2 separate regions of the Mus musculus genome follow, and region 2 is linked to region 1. A link is a contact called in public HiChIP or PLAC-seq data. All regions are on one chromosome and are shown on one strand. Each heading gives the region's core, a stretch centred on a gene start, on an enhancer-like site or on the middle of the called end of the contact. The rest is flanking DNA. Distances are from core to core; before and after follow the strand shown.

Region 1 (5,219 bases), core at 1,334-3,833:
CTGTCATGGGCACATCACCTTTGTAGTTTCGGCTAATCAGAGGCTAAGGGGAGGGAGAGAGGACTCCGTCACCACCAGTGCGCAGACCTAGGGCCTTAGGATGTCTACTTCTCTCCTAAACCTCCTTTCCTCCCATACACACTGGCCTCTTTTTTGTGTTATAGAAGGGGTGACACCTCACGTAGTAGCATGGGCTGGCCTTGAATCCAGAAACAAGAGGATGACCTTGAAGTTCTCTGACCCTCCTGCTTCCTTCTGCCCTGGCCAGAGATACTATTACCAGCTCTCTGCCAAGTAAATTACCTCCCCGCCTGTCTTTCCTTTTCTTATTGATTCAGCCACTTTTTCTATGAAGCCCCAGCGGGTCACAACTTCTCAATCCTCCTGCCTTAGTTTCTAGAGTGCTGGGGTCCCAGGTGTCTGCCACCATGCCAAGCTCTGTGTGGAACTCCCAGAGGTATCTGAGGGGCCCAGCTAAGACCCAAGCTCTGTATGCCTCGTCTTCATGTGTGTTATGTGGATACTCGATACCCACAGCTAAAAGTATCAACTTTCTACTAATGAGTGTTATGCTGGAGATGGGCTCGGGAGGAGGAGGCAGGAGGATCAGGAGTTCAATGCCATCCCCAGCTACATAGTAAGTTCAAAGCCAACATAAACTATGAGATTCTACCAAACAACAACAACAATAATAATAAAGAAACTGGGCTACTGAGTGTAGCTCAGCAGCAGAGGACTATCCTACCATCTATGAAATCCTTCAGATACCCATCAGTGAGCCTGGATGTGCTGGGCCTTGTCTTGCCAAGGCCTGCCATCGGAGCTACCAGGGAAGCTGAGAGCAAAGGATAGCAAGTTCAAAGCCTAGCCAAGCTCCGGAGTGAATCTGAAGCCGGCCTGGGTAATTCAGCCAGATACCATTTCAAAATAAAAATTCAGAGGGGGGACCATGAAAGAACTAAGTGGTTCTCAGTGGTTGAAGGGTCTCACCAAGCCTGACAGCCTGAGGTCCCACTCTAGCACCCGCACACACGGGAACAGGACAGAACAGATTCTCACATACGCAGAGCAAATGAATAAGTGTAATTTAAAAACTATGAAGAGCTGGCTCAGCGGTTAAGAGTGCAGACTGCTCTTCCAAAGGTCCTGAGTTCAAATCCCAGCAACCACATGGTGGCTCACAACCATCCGTAATGAAATCTGATGCCATCTTCTGGAGTGTTTGAAGATAGCCACAGTGTACTTACATATAATAAATAAATAAATAAATAAATAAATATTTAAAAGATGTAATTTAGTGCCAGTGTGCTGGCTTAGCTTGGGTTCCACCCCACCTACCCCCCCCCCCCGCCCACACACACACAGAGGAGGAAGAGGAGGAAGAGGAGGAAGAGGAGGAAGAGGAGGAAGAGGAGGAAGAGGAGGAAGAATCTTTGCTGAGGAGTTTCAGTGCCTGTCACCTCTCAGCCTTGAGGCAGGTGTCTTTGTCTCCACTTTCCAGGCTGAAGGAGTTGAGGTTTTAAACTATGTCCACAAAAAGCAGAGAAGTGGAGCTGAACCTCCCTTCCTAAGCTGTTCTTGTTCAAGGTTATTCTATTTCTTTGTTTTGTCTTGCTATTGTAGCCCAGGCTGGCCTTGCCCTCCTGAGCTCAGGTCATCCCTCTGACTCGGCTTCCAGAGTAGCTAGGATGACAGGTGCATGGTAGGACACCTGACCCCCTTGTCGTTATTGCTAGCTTCTTTTCACAGGCACTATTATTTTCTGTGTGCATAGTGTGTGAGGGAGCATGCTGATGCCTGGTGTGTGTGTGTGTGTGTGTGTGTGTGTGTGTGTCTGTATGTGTGTGTGTCTGTGTGGTGTCTGTGTGTGTGTGGTCTCCATTCCCTTTCACTTGGGTTTGAGACTTAAACTCAGGTCGCCAGGCTTAGGCAGCCGGTGCCTGGGCTTGTTGAGCCTGTTTTGTTTTTGAGACAGTGAGGGTGTCACTCACACATAGCTCAGGCCCGATTCAAACTCCCTTGATTTCCTGATCCTTCTGCCTCCACCTTCCAAGTGCTGGAATTATGGCTGCTTATGCAGTGCGCTGGGACCATTACCTAGGTCTGTGTGCTAGGCCAGCCAGCTGCCCACTGAGGCACATGACCAGGCTGTCATTGCATTACAGGGCTCTTGTTTTCATCTCTACCGCTCTGATCGACACTGGAGAAGCTTGCTAGGATAGCCAGAGAGTTACACTTGGCGCATTTTTGAGCCCCAGGGTTGCAGAAGGACTGTGCTCACTGGTTCAGGGCGCTCAGATGGTGGGCATCTCATTTTACAAACACGGAAAATGACTCTAAGAGAGGTGAAGCCCCTTGCCACAGACGGCTGGAGAGGACGGGTTCCCGGCTCCTGGTCCTGAGCCCTAGGCCCGCGGACTCGCCCGGAGTACCTCGATCCCTCGCCCTCTGCCTCACCTTGCCCTTGACGTCCAGAATGAAGACTGCCGAGGCCGACATGGTGGCAGTCCGTGAAGCTAGGAGGCGAGAGCGAGCTGCAGAGGCGGCAGCGCTGCGGCTTCCTTCTTCCTGCGGAAGCGCCTTCGCCCAGGTGAGCCGCCAGGTGAGCGCGTCTTAAAGGGGAGGCCGCCAGGTGAATGCGTCTTAAAGGGGAGGCCGCCAGGTGAGAGGCACGGTCGGCGGCAAATGCCAAGGCTGGTCCAGGAGCCGCGACTGCTGTCCTGTCTCAAGTTCTCCATCGATCCTCGCATCCGCCTACCCATGTATCCATTCACGCTCCGCTTCCACTCACCCACCCACCCACACATCCATCCATCACCCCCTTCCACATACGTATACACATTCACATCTACATTAACCCACCCATACATACACGTATCCACCCAATCAAGCATCCATCCACCCACCAGGGCATCAGCCTGTTCGTGTGTCTATGTAACTTGTTCTCTCACCCACACATACCAGTTTCAACAGGACTTGGCCCTTTTTCTATGTGTGACCCGGTGCCCACCACTAGATGTTCAGTAGTGTTAATCCTTCTCACACTAAACATTTTAATTGTTTCGTTGTTTCTGTTGTTATTATTAGTATTGCTGTTGCTGCTAGTTGTATATATTTTTTTCAAAACAGAGTTCTCTGTGTAGCCATAGCTGGCCTCGAGTCCACCTGCGTCTTCCTCTCGAGTGCTGGGATTAAAGGCGCCACCATGCTTCGCTCGTGTTGTTTATTTGTTTTGTGTTATTAATTCTAGAAGAAGCCGGGCGGTGGCGCACGCCTTTAATCCCAGCACTCGGGAGGCAGAGGCAGGCGAATTTCTGAGTTCGAGGCCAGCCTGGTCTACAGAGTGAGTTCCAGGACAGCCAGGGCTATACAGAGAAACCCTGTCTCGAAAAACCATAAAAAAAAAAAAAAAAAAAAAAAATCTAGAAGAAAGGTTGAGATAGCCCGGATGGCCTGGAGCTCATTGTGTGGTCCAGACTGGCCTCAGCCTTACAAGTTCTGTGATTAGTCACGAACCAACATGTCTGACTTTGTTTTCCGTTTTCTAATTTCATTCTTTTTTTTTTAATATCCCAGGCTACCCTTAAACTCAAGATCATTCTGCTTCCCCATTGCTGGGATACCGTTTTGCGGAAGGTGATGGGGAAAAAAACCCACTCTAAACCTTAGCCTAGCCATCTACATGACGCTCCGCTGTGGAAGAAACGTTTCCTGTGCAGCCGCCAGGGGGCGACAAAGCCCGTTTGGGCATCGGTGCGGGCTCTGACCTTTAACAGGCCGGGAGTCCAGATGCAGCTATGAGGATCTCCCAAGGCAATTGTCCTAAAGCAGAGGGCCTGTGTGAAGAGCTTATCAGCCACCACCTGGGAGGAAGCAGAGCACAGACAGTCTCAGGGCCACACAGCCGGGTTATCAGGCCACAATTCTCTTATTCTGGTTGTTTTGACAGTCCTAGGGGGTGGAACGCCCACCTTTGCTGGTGACAGGCAAGCCCTGTGCCCCTGATTACATTCCCAGCCCTTAATGTTTTTGTCTGGGGCCTCATGTATAGCACAGGCTAACCTTAAATTCCCCCTTTTTTCTCTTTTTTTTCCTTTTAAATCTTTTTAAAGATTCATTTATTTATTATATGTAAGTACACTGTAGCTGTCTTCAGACAATCCAGAAGAGGGAGTCAGATCTTTTTACAGATGGTTGTGAGCCACCATGTGGTTGCTGGGATTTAAACTCCGAACCTTCGGAAGAGCAGTCGGGTGCTCTTACCCACTGAGCCATCTCACCAGCCCTCTTTTTTTCTTTTTTTTCAAGACAGGGTTTCTCTGTATAGCCCTGGCTGTCCTAGAACTCACTTTGTAGACCAGGCTGGACTGGAACTCAGAAATCTGCCTGCCTCTGCCTCCCAAGTGCTGGGATTAAAGGCTTGTGCCACCACCGCCCAGCTTTTTTATTTTTCACCTTAAATTGCCAAGTCTTCTGCCTAACCCTCCCCAGTTGCAGCACTATCTTCAGGCTCGCCATAAATACCTTCCCTACACCCTTTTTTAAAGACCCATCTAGGGGGCTGGCGAGATAGCTCAGTGGTTAAGAGCACCGACTGCTCTTCCGAAGGTCCCGAGTTCAAATCCCAGCAACCACAACCATCTATTCCAGGCCTTCATATTTAACCAAGGATCACCTTGAACTCCTGAGCACCTCTGTACCTTCTAAGGGACAGGGTGACATGCATACCCTACCACAGTCCATTGATGTGGTGCAGTGATCAGTGATCGGGAGGGAACCCAGGGCTTTGTGTATGCTAGGCAAGCGCTCTACCGGCTAAGCCAAGCCCTCATTTTCTGGATAACCCTTTGAGGGAACCAGCGAGCTGCTGTTATCTTCCATTGGCAAGATGGGGAGCCTGAAGTTTGGCTCCAAGAGGGTAAAATTGTCCAACAGTTTTGTTTGTCTGGTTTTGTTATTAATGCTATAATATAGTCCCAGACAGCCTGGAAATCATTATCCTCCTGCCTCAGTGCTGCGGGGATCACAGGAATGCTCGATCGTGCCCAGTTTACGTGGTGCTGGGGCTAGAACCCAGACACTCTTGCATGCTAGACCCATGATCTACCAGCTGGGCTCAACCCCTCAGCTTTTAGCTGGCTCCAGCTCATAGGCTCCAGGAGAGGAGTCCTTCCTTATCATCAGCAGACACAGGCAGCCTGGGCTCGCCTCACCTCTGC
Region 2 (5,219 bases), core at 1,952-4,451, 36 kb after region 1:
TAACTTTTAAAAATTGTATGCTTCCTTGTTGAGAGGGGTGGTCTGTAACAAGGCCCTCCGGTGTGGAGGGCAGACAGAGGAAGCTCTCACTAATTCTCTGCTTCCCCCGTGACTCTGGGGACTGGAAGTGAATTTACAGCCCTGATGGCTGCCCACCCTTCTTCACAGTGATCATTTTAAGCATCCTGGAAGTGGTCATCATCCTGTTACTTATCTTTCTGCGCAAAAGGATATTGATCGCCATCGCCCTCATCAAAGAAGCCAGCAGGTGGGGCCTGGAGAGCCGGGGGGGGGGGTGCCTTGGGGGCTCAGCCCGGCCGTCTGAGCTTGATGTCTGTCTCTGTTCCTCCCCAGGGCTGTGGGACATGTCATGTGCTCCCTGCTCTACCCACTGGTGACCTTCTTCCTCTTGTGTCTCTGCATTGCCTACTGGGCCAGCACTTCTGTGTATCTACCCCTCATGAGTCTGGGGTCCCCAAGGACAGGTGTCCCTAAAGTGCCCTGCAGTTAGGGTGGGTCTGCCCCCTTCGTTTTACAAACTTCTATAACCTTTATATTGGGTAAAGGGGTGGCAATATTTAGAGGTCTAAAGACAACTTGCAGGAGTTGTGTACTCCCTCTGTGAGTGGGTCTTTGGGCTTGGTGGCAAGTACCTTTATCAGATGAGCTAGCCTCCTACCTCAGCTCTGAAGTCTCAGGATTCCAAGGGTGAGCCAGCACTCCTGAATTCCCCCACACCTTTGGGTCTCAGTTCCAGCTTTCAGTTTCCTTAATGAGCCTTCAGATTCCTGTCCACCTCCAACACCGCCGTGTACAAGGTTGTTGATGACACAGCCTGCCCACTTCTGAGGAAAACCTGCAACCCAGAGGTAGGCGTCCCTGTGGGGGAGGACAGGGCTGCCCTGGCTACCTCTTCTTGAAGATGTTTACCTAATGTCACTCTTTTCCCTCTCTTTCTTCATTCTGGTATGTATGTGTGTGTGTCATATGTGTACATATGTGTTTGTCAAGGTCCCTGCTTTATATTTCTCAACCTTACTCCTTTCAGACAGCATCTCTCACTAAATAGTAAGCTAAGCTGGTATCTTAGCTCCCTATGGCACTGGGGCTACAGACTAGCACATGGTCACACCCATGAATTTATGAGCAGGATGGAGACTTGAACTCAAGTCCTCATTTTTAAGTCCCCTTACCTATTGAGCCATTTCTCCAGGCCTGCTAACACCTTTTTCTGGACTAAAGTAATGGATAGTTTGTTTGTTTGTTTGTTTTGTGTTTTGTTTTGTGTTTTATTTTGTTTTTTTGTTTTTTGTTTTTTGTTTTTTGTTTTTTTTGTTTTTCGAGACAGGGTTTCTCTGTGTAGCCCTGGCTGTCCTGGAACTCACTCTATAGACCAGGCTGGCCTCGAACTCAGAAATCCGCCTGCCTCTGCCTCCCAAGTGCTGGGATTAAAGGTGTGCGCCACCACTGCCCAGCGTAATAGATACTTTTGCTTCTAGGACCTGTCCTTGGTCTAGCCTCAGCTACTCTGAACTGACACTGTGGCTCCTTATCCCTCTCCCAGACCTTCCCCTTGCGGAATGAGAGCCTCCAGTGTCCCACTGCCCGCTGCCAGTTTGCCTTCTATGGTGGCGAATCGACCTACCACCGTGCCCTGCTGGGCCTGCAGATCTTCAATGCATTCATGTTCTTCTGGCTAGCCAACTTCGTGCTGGCCCTAGGCCAGGTAACCCTGGCCGGAGCCTTTGCCTCCTATTACTGGGCTATGCGGAAGCCTGATGATATGCCTGCCTTCCCCCTCTTCTCTGCTTTTGGCCGAGCACTCAGGTAAATAGGAGTGTTGGGGTGGGGAGGGGAGGGATGCAGGGACCTCTTCTGGCCGGGCCACTGATCCAAGATTTTGATTCCAGGTACCACACGGGCTCCTTAGCTTTTGGCTCCCTTATCTTAGCCATCGTGCAGATCATCCGAGTGATGCTGGAATACCTGGACCAGCGCCTAAAAGGTGCCGCCCTTCCTGTAGCTTCAGCCAGGGTCTGGACTTAGTCCCTGATTGGGTGTTGCTTGAGGGGTGGGGCCGGAGCTATGCCTCTCCTGGGTTTCCCTTTGTGAAGGGGTGGGGCTGAGTGGCAGAGGAGCAGGTGGAAGAGCCAACTGAAGGCAGGCATGGTGGCACAGGCCTTTAATCCCAGTATTCCAGAGTCAAGCAGACCTTTTGTGAGAGTTGGAGGCCAGCCTGGCCTACAGAGCGAGTTCTAGGACAGCCAGAGCAATGAAGTGAACCCCTGAGAAGAGTGAACTGAGTTGCTCAGAGTTCTGGGTGTCTAGGGGCGGGGTGGATCCAGGAAGGGCAGCTCTGACTAACAAAGCTGTCTTGTTTTGAGGCAGCTTTTTACTAAGTAGGCCTAGCTGACCTGAAACTCTGATATGAGATCCACCTGCCTCTGTTTCTGAGTGCTTGGATTGAAGGTATACATCACTGCTCCTGTTTTGTTTTAAAAGGCTGGCATCCAAACTCACTAAACTGCCAAGGATGGCCTTAATTCCTGATCCTGAGCAATTACTTTTGTGGGTTACTTTTGTGGATTGATTAATTTACTTACACTGAGGCAGACTCACTTAGTTGTTGAGGCTGGCCTAGTAGTAGTTCTGGCAAGCCTCAGACTTTGCAATCCTTAGCTGTCTTGCTGGAGCTTGGTGTCTCATTCAAATGAAGCCCATCTCATGCCATCCTTTCATCCCTTCCATTCTCTTTCAGCTGCACAGAACAAGTTTGCCAAGTTCCTCATGGTCTGTCTCAAGTGCTGCTTCTGGTGCCTAGAGAAGTTTATCAAATTCCTGAATAGGAATGCCTACATCATGGTGAACAGCAGGGCTGTATTGCTGCCCTGGGTGGGAGGATTCCCCATCTCCATCCCGTGGGCCTCAAACCTTCTTCTGTTCACTCCAGATTGCTATCTATGGCACCAACTTCTGTACCTCAGCCAGGAATGCCTTCTTCCTGCTTATGAGAAATATCATCAGGTTAGCAGGACACACCTCCACCCCCCAGCCTCCCTGTCCCATCTCACCTTTCCCAGCCCCCCTTTGCCCTAGCCCTCTTTCTGAACCAGCCTTCCACTTACTGTGCCTCCCCTCCCACCTCCACCCTCTCCCAGGCTCTGAACCCACGCTCACACCGCTCCCTTCACTCTCCCCTACAGGGTGGCCGTCCTGGACAAAGTTACAGACTTCCTCTTCCTGTTGGGCAAACTTCTGATTGTGGGTAGTGTGGGTGAGTGATGCCACCAGGCCTGTCTATACTGACATCTGGGAGCCTGTTGGGAGTGACCTGTAAGCTGGTGTCAGGCTCAGGTAGTCTTCTGTGAAGTCCTTCCTTGAAGACTCAGCCTTGTCCCCTCATCCCAACACAGGCATCCTGGCCTTCTTCTTCTTCACCCATCGGATCAGAATTGTGCAAGATACAGCCCCACCTCTCAATTATTACTGGGTTCCGATCCTGGTGAGCACCTTTGGGGACAGACCAGGGTCTGGGTAGAAGCGGGGGGTTGAAGGTAGGGGTCGGGAATTGCGCAGATTCCTTTGGTGACGGTTGGGGGTGGCACAGTCATTGGTTATTTGGTCCCTAAATATTTACTGAATACCTGCTGAAGGCACAGGGATGGAGGGACTTTTCCTTAGGGACTAGAGTTACTGCCGTTTACATTTGTTTATTGTGTTTGTGCTGGGTAGATGCACTTGTGGAAAGGCAAAAACACTTAGACACTTGTAGGAAGTGGTTCTCTTCTCCTTCTATGTTTTAGGGGTTGGATTCAGGTCATCTGGCTTGGTGGTGTCTTCATCCACCAAGCCATCTTGCCAGCCCTAATAATAATTATATATACACATATATAATATATATTACATATAATTAATAATATATTATTAATAATAGGTCTTATTATCACTCTTACTATTATTGTAGAAAAATGTTATTTTGTTATTTAGGTTTCTTTCCCATTTTGTTTCGTTTGTTTTTTGAGACAAGGTTTCTCTGTGTAGCCCTGCCTGACCTGGAGCTGGCTCTGTTGACCAGGCTGGCCTCCAGTTAACAGAGATCCACCTCCCTTTGCCTCCCAAGTGCTGGGATTACAGGAGTGGGCCACCACAGCCCTGCTCTTTTCTTGTTTTTTTGAGACAGGGTTTGTCTACATAACTCTGGCTAACCTGGAGCTCACCATGTAGACCAGGCTGTCCTCAGACTCAGTGGTTTTGTTTTTTATTTTGAGACAAAAGTCTCTCTATGTAGCCTTGGCTGACTTGAAACTGATTATGTAGACCAGGCTAGCCTCAGACTCAGACATCTGCCTACTCCAGCCTCTTTAGTGCTGAAATTAAAGGTGTGTACCTTTAATTATCTCTATTTATTAGCTTTTATTTTATATGTATTGGTGTTTTGCCTGCCTGTGTGTCTGTGTACCACATGCATGCATGATGCCCGTGGTGGCCAAAAGAGGGCATCAAATTCTCTGGGCCTGGGATGTGGGATTACAAATGTTTGTAAGCTGCCATTCGGGCCCTGAGAATTAACCCCCGGTTCTCTGGAAGAGCAGCCAGTACGCTTGTCTGCTAAGCCAACTCTCCAAAACTCTCCTCTTTGCCTTTTTTCCTTGACTGACACCCAGGCCAACATAGAACTTTTGATCTTTTTGCCTACCAAGCCCTGGGATTGTGCCACATTGTGTCACCACAGAAAAAGCCTTGCAGGTTAGATGCGTTGGACATTATCCAATGATGATGCTGACGGCACACACCTACCATCTCAACACTAGGAAGAACAGGCAGAAGAATCAGAAATAGAATAGTAAATTCAGGGCCAATTCTAGCTACAGAATTCTCTATCTAAAAAAAAAAAAAAAAAACAAAACAAAACAAAAAACAGGCAGGCAGTGGTGGCTCATGCCTTTAATCCCAGCGTTTGACAAAGCAAGTTCCAGGACAGAGAAACCCTGTCTTGAAAAATCTTAAGAAAAAGAAAGTATGGAATGACTAGGCAAAGGGGAATAGCAGAGAGCCTGAGGTCTGGATCTCTTTATTTCCTGGTAGTGTCTCCTACCCTGGTTTTGGCTAGTCCAGGTGGCCAGTTTGCCCTGGGGCTGCTATCGTCAGTCTCAAGTGCTGGGATTACAGGAGGCCGCCTCACTCACCTGATGCTTGCATGGGTTCAGAGAGTCTGTCTC

Evidence for each region. HiChIP or PLAC-seq counts read pairs in DNA pulled down with a chosen protein or histone mark.
Region 2: an H3K27ac HiChIP or PLAC-seq map of the HPC-7 cell line shows a contact between it and region 1, with 10 times the contacts expected there. The contact joins the enhancer-like site here to the promoter of Ap1m2 in region 1. A contact is called at or near these places in 17 of 39 promoter capture datasets (the C10 cell line, the HPC-7 cell line, cancer-associated fibroblasts and 11 more), 12 of 15 datasets of contacts at CTCF or cohesin (CD8 T cells, the G1E-ER4 cell line, the NIH/3T3 cell line and 7 more), 281 of 484 Hi-C or Micro-C datasets (the 3T3-L1 cell line, 3T3-L1-derived adipocytes, the 4T1 cell line and 149 more), 57 of 115 datasets of contacts at active chromatin or transcription factors (the 230-238 cell line, CD8 T cells, the HPC-7 cell line and 36 more) and 5 of 9 other capture datasets (adipose tissue, embryonic stem cells, embryonic tail and 2 more).

What each region holds. Positions count from the first base shown.
Region 1 is chr9:21,309,750-21,314,968 of GRCm38.p6, forward strand. It overlaps Ap1m2 (adaptor protein complex AP-1, mu 2 subunit), which reads right to left and starts at 2,584. Exons shown (of 11, transcript NM_009678.2): 1 at 2,458-2,584; 2 at 1-43. The coding sequence starts at 2,499.
Region 2 is chr9:21,345,125-21,350,343 of GRCm38.p6, forward strand. It overlaps Slc44a2 (solute carrier family 44, member 2), which reads left to right. Exons shown (of 23, transcript NM_001359227.1): 12 at 169-268; 13 at 355-447; 14 at 785-869; 15 at 1,565-1,827; 16 at 1,911-2,005; 17 at 2,759-2,862; 18 at 2,951-3,024; 19 at 3,204-3,274; 20 at 3,414-3,502. Among named protein-coding and RNA genes, the nearest start is that of Ilf3, 20 kb to the right of the region's middle. Within about 2 kb of position 3,202, at least 51 of the 459 cell types and tissues checked have an H3K27ac peak or open chromatin away from gene starts, as enhancers often do. A contact at or near this core is called in ECoMG myeloid progenitors, ECoMG-derived neutrophils, the HPC-7 cell line and 15 more, where this site is marked.